Regions from separate parts of the Sus scrofa genome. Here region 2 is linked to region 1. The links are chromatin contacts, called in public HiChIP or PLAC-seq maps. All regions are on one chromosome and are shown on one strand. Each heading gives the region's core, a stretch centred on a gene start, on an enhancer-like site or on the middle of the called end of the contact. The rest is flanking DNA. Distances are from core to core; before and after follow the strand shown.

The links. HiChIP or PLAC-seq counts read pairs in DNA pulled down with a chosen protein or histone mark.
Region 2: an H3K27ac HiChIP or PLAC-seq map of alveolar macrophages shows a contact between it and region 1. The contact joins the enhancer-like site here to the promoter of PIGH in region 1. A contact is called at or near these places in 1 of 5 promoter capture datasets (liver), 4 of 47 Hi-C or Micro-C datasets (embryonic fibroblasts, mesenteric adipose tissue, omental adipose tissue and 1 more) and 1 of 2 datasets of contacts at active chromatin or transcription factors (alveolar macrophages).

What each region holds. Positions count from the first base shown.
Region 1 is chr7:91,314,921-91,317,620 of Sscrofa11.1, reverse strand. It overlaps PIGH (phosphatidylinositol N-acetylglucosaminyltransferase subunit H), which reads left to right and starts at 1,273. Exons shown (of 4, transcript XM_001928658.5): 1 at 1,273-1,555. The coding sequence starts at 1,376.
Region 2 is chr7:91,572,819-91,575,518 of Sscrofa11.1, reverse strand. ZFYVE26 (zinc finger FYVE domain-containing protein 26) reads left to right here. Exons shown (of 42, transcript XM_021099396.1): 10 at 1,476-2,087. Among named protein-coding and RNA genes, the nearest start is that of ZFYVE26, 16 kb to the left of the region's middle. Within about 2 kb of position 1,383, at least 2 of the 83 cell types and tissues checked have an H3K27ac peak or open chromatin away from gene starts, as enhancers often do. A contact at or near this core is called in alveolar macrophages, where this site is marked.

The sequences.
Region 1 (2,700 bases), core at 24-2,523:
GCAACTCAGGATCCGAGCAGCATCTGTGACCTACACCATAGCTCACGGCCATGCCACATCTTTAACGCACTGAGCAAGGCCAGGGATCGAATCCGAAACCTCATGGTCCCTAGTTGGATTAGTTAACCACTGATCCACAACGGGAACTCCAAATGTAAATATTTCTTGATCAATTTCACAAAAAACTGCAATAAGATTTACGAGTTCTTTTTGTTGGTTTTTTATTTTTTAATTAAAAAAATTTTTAGGGCTGCATCTGCAGTATATGGAAATTTCCAGGCTAGGAGTAGAATCAGAGATACAGCTGCAGCAACTTGGGATCCAAACTGCATCTGCAACCTATACCACAGCTCCCCGCAATGCTGGATCCTTAACTGACTGAACACGGCCAGGGATCGAACCCAGGTGTTCATGGATACTAGTCGGGTTCTTAACCCACTGGCCACAAAGGGAACTCCTTTGATGGCAGAAGGAAGGGATAATAATTAGACTCATCATCTTCCGCTCTTGCTAACCTCCCAGCCAGGATTTGTCTGCCTACTCAATGCTCCAGGCAGTGGTTTGGGAGAGAGGACACCTAGCCAGTGAGATCTAAACTCCTTACCAAGCCCTATACAAAATCCTCCTGGTTCTGACCGCTACCTACCTCCCAACAGCCGACTGCATTCCTTATGCGTCAGCCTCTCTGACCTTTTGATTCCTTCAATAAGCCGATCTTGTTCCAGCCTCGGGGGCTTTCTTTTTCCTGGTCCTCCTTCCTGGCAAATTTCTTCTCCAGACCTGCCTCAGACCAGTCTGGCACCTTATACTTGTAGCTCCAGTGTCTCATCTCAGAGGATGTCGTCTGTCCTCTTCAAAGTCCTCGAGTAGCCCTGCAGGTCCTATTATTGCCAAGAGCACTCTGAGATTATTTCCATATTGTTTCTCTTAATAGGAAGGAAACTACTAGAAAGCAGGGATTTTGTCAATACTGTTTACCGCTGTACCCCTTCAGCACCTAAAACTACCTTGCACCGGGATGAATGAATGAATGAATGAACAAATACCTGCGGGCTGTCTCCTTGGGCGTACTCTGGCTTAGAAATAGAAATCAGTTTGTTGGGCGAAAGCACATTAACAGCTGTTTTAATCTGCCCGCTGAGGCCTTGGCCCCCTTTGAATCTCTGGGGTAGATAATCTTCAAATCCCTCTGGGCCAGGGCGTGGAAAAACCTAAACCCGAAGAGCGTCCCTCCTGTCGGCGGCGGAACTGCGGCTGCGCGCAGCCGGGGGAGGGGCGTGGCCAACCCCGCTCGGGAAGCTCGCCCAGAGCCGGCGAGAGGACGCTGGAGGGCGCGCCAGACGCCGCGGCGTGGCCTGGTGGAGGCGAGCCGGCCATGGAGGACGAGCAGAGCTTCTCAGACATCTGCGGGGGCCGCCTGGCCCTGCAGCGGCGCTACTACTCCCCGTCCTGCCGGGAGTTCTGTCTCAGCTGCCCTCGGATCTCGTTCCGCTCGCTCACCGCAGTCACCTGCACCGTGTGGCTGGCGGCCTACGGACTCTTCACGCTTTGCGAGGTAAGGCCGGCCGGCCCCTTCCCGCGGGCCGGAGTCGGAGGCTCGGCTTTAGAAGGGTCTTGGGTTGAGCCCAGACCTCTCGCCGGACCCTCCTCCAGTCGCAGGGCTGGAGGGAGGGAACGGGAGGGTTCTGGGGACGCCATTCCGCTGCTGGACAGCTCTCCTCCTTAGGTTTAGTGACGTTTGTGCTCCTGTACTTTATCCCGCTCACGGGCCGCTGCTCTGCTCCCTGGTTCCACCCAGCATACAGATGGAGCTCGTCCTTGCACGACAGTCCAAAACATTAACTTCCCCGTGCTCTCTGTAGTCCACGCGCATGGTCATTCAGGTCCAAGAGTTCAAGAGAACTAAATGGATCGTCATCATCCATCACTTCCACTCCTCAGAGGAATCACTGCTAACAGTACCTTAAAGTCTTCTAGAAACTGCCTGTGCCGCCACAGTAATGTCTTTGCCTCCGTGTGTCTTTGCCTCCGCAGTTCACACAAGCAAGTTAAGAGTTTGATATAGTTCTTCCTAATCTCCTTTTCAAGGCAGCCTAACTCCTCCTCCTCCCGATCCCTTCCCCAAACTTAAATTGTGAAATTTTGGACATGGGTGGTTTCTATGCTCAGTTCTAGACTCATTCCCTTTTTCTGGGCCTCAATGTTCACGTCTCCAAAATGCAATTAATATCTGCCACGCCACTTTCACAGCATTGTGAGGGTCACATGTAGTGGCTTTGTGACAGCCCTCAAATAAAAGGAATCATCCTTATTGTTTTCTTCAGTAATTTAGTTTCGTATGTAGTGCCCTAAATTGAATGTATTATCCCAGGAGTGACCTAACTAGAGCTAAGTACAGCAAGGCTATTTATTTCTATAGTTTGGGTATTGTTTCCCATACTGCATCCATTAATTTGTACCAAATTGCATTGAAAAGCTTGTTTGTAAGTCACTCGAATTGGTTAAGTTGCCAGGACCGTCCTTCCCCTTCCGTAAAAAGATTTAATATATAATATAGCTGAACTTCAATACGAGCTTGAGCTCTGACCATGTAGTCATGTGAGGAAGAGGGAACAGGTATTTTTATTAAATGCCCACCAAGTGCCTGCTGCTTTACTAAATGCCTTGTTTCAACCTTAGAAGAAAATCAAGACTCAGAGT
Region 2 (2,700 bases), core at 134-2,633, 260 kb before region 1:
ACAGGCCTACACCAGAGCCACAGCAACGAGGGATCTGAGCCGCATCTGCAACCTACACCACAGCTCACAGCCACGCCGGATCCTGAACCCACTGAGCAAGGCCAGGGATTGAACCCGCAACCTCATGGTTCCTAGTCGGATTCGTTAACCCCTGCACCACGATGGGAACTCCCCCAAATGCTTTTTTTTAAAAAAAACTCCAATCCATAGTAAAGAGCGTTTTATATCACTCTAGTCTACACTGGGTATGTAATTTCCACTTGTATGTGGGCATATGTGTGTATAAGTGATGTGTAGACTGAAATGAGTTTTGTACTTCCAGAGCACACTCCTAATTGTTTTTCTTTTTTATTTCATTTTTTTTCAAATACTGTCATTTAAGTCAGCGTCATGGGTCGCAGCCTAAAGTAGAAAGAATCTCCTGTCCTATTCTCTCATTTTTCTTGCCCTCTGTGACCAGAGAGCAGTCAGTTATCTCTCCCATGCAGCTTTGGAATAGACCTTGCACTCTAAGTGTGGTCGTTTTTAACCAGTGAGTATTTCTTAAAAGATCTAGGTAGCAGTGAGTGAAAACAGAAATTAAAGAGTAAGGAGTCTTGAAGTTCCCGTTGTGGCTCAGCAGTAACAAACCCGACTAGTATCTTGGAGGACTCCAGTTCAATCCCTGGCCTTGCTCCATGGGTTAATGATCCAGTGTTGGCCGTGAGCTGTGGTGTAGGTGCAGATGCAGCTTGGATCCTGTGTTGCTGTGGTGTAGGCCAGCAGCTGCTGCAGCTCGGGTTTGGCCTCTAGCCTTGGAACTTCCATACACCTTGAGTATGGCCCTAAAAAGCAAAAAAAAAAAAAAAAAAAAAGAGAGAGAGAGAGTAAGAAGTCTCCAGACTGCCTTCATTCTAGGAACTGAAATATGGAGTGCTCCTCAGATATGAGGAATGATGTAATATTAAAAAAAAAAAAAAAAAACTACAGAAACACAGGAGTTTCTGTTGTGGCTCAGCAGGTGAAAAACCCAACATACTGTTTGTGAGGATGTGGGTTTGATCCCTGGCCTCACTCAGTGGGTTAAGGATCTGGCATTGCCACACACGGCTGCATAGGTCACAGGTGCAGCTGGATCCAGGGTGGCTGTGGCTGTGGGGTAGGCCAGCAGCTGCAGCTCTGATTCAACCCCTAGTCCAGTACTTCCATATTCTGCAGGTGTGACCCAAAAAAAAAAAAAAAAAAGGCAGAAACAAAATAATGTGTTCAGTGAGCTGTACTTTTAATTAGGGAAACAAGAACTTTCTGCAAATCATGAAAAGACATGTCTCAATAGCCCCTCGTTCATCTGGCTGTAACTATGGTTCCCTGAGTCACTACAAGGAAATGAGTTAACGTTGGGAGACCGAGTTTGGCAAGTATCGTTTCTGATGTTTGCATTTTCTCTCTCCTCCTCTTTCTCTGCCCTCTTCTCTTAACACATGCTGCTTCTTCAGGTGCTTCAGGTCTCTTCTCAACATACCTGGCCAGGTGTCAACAGTATCTGTGCAGTATTCCTGACTCTCTGTGCCTGGAACTTCTAGAAAACATCTTCTCATTGCTCCTCATCACCTCTGCTGATCTTCACCCAGAGCCTCACCTGCCCGAGGACTATGCTGAGGAGGATGACGTTGAGGGGAAGGGCCCGTTGGGTTTGAGGTCCCCATCAGAGAGCCCTCAGCACGGAGCGCAGCCTGAGAGGAAGTCAGAGCAGGGTTCCCTGGGGGCCCCCAGGAGCCTGACCTACACAATTCCAAGCTGTCTGCAGGCAGAGCCAGAAGACACTTCCCCGGGGCCTCACGGACAGAGCTTTTTGGACCTAAAGCACTTTACTAGTGGCATCAGTGGGTTCCTGGCTGATGAATTGGCGATAGGGGCCTTCCTCAGGCTGCTGCAGGAGCAGCTAGATGTGCTGAGCAGCCGAAGCGCTCCTGAGAAGCCAAAGCTGCTCGAAGGCCAGAGCAGCTCTGGCAGCAGAGATGGACTGCAGAGCCGCCTGCACCAGTTCTCCAAGGTTCTGTCTGAGGCCCAGTGGAGGTTCAAGGTGGTGACCAGCAACCAGGGCTCAGGTACATGGAGATAAGAGAAAGGGAGGAGGGAGCCACATGCACTCGGGGCTTATCACCATAGCAACCTGTCAGCACTCTGGGTACTGCTCCATGTCTCACAGTCCCGTCCAGCTCTTTCCCTACCTGTTACCCCAGGAGCCGGGTCGAACCCAGATTGATCACTCTCAGAAGCGGGGGAGGGGCAGCATAGGGGTGGGGGAGTAGGAGGTACAAACTATTAGGTATAAAATAAGCTTCCAGGGGAGTTCCTGTTGTGGCTCAGTGGGTTACAATCCCAACTAGGATCCATGAGGGTGCGGGTTCAGTTCCTGCCCTTGCTCAGTGGGTTAACAATCTGGCATTGCTCCCAGCTGTGGTGTAGGTGCAGATGAGGCTTGGATCCTGCATTGCTGTGGCTGTGGTGTAGGCCAGCACCTGCAGCTCCAATTTGACCTCTAGCCCGGGAACTTCCATATGCCACAGGTGCAGCCCTAAAAAGCAAAAAAATTAAAATTAAAAAATTAAAATAAGCCACCAGGATATAATGTACAACACAGGGAATATAGCAATATTTTATAATAACTATAAATGGAGCATAACCTTTAAAAATTGTGAATCACTCTATTGTATACCT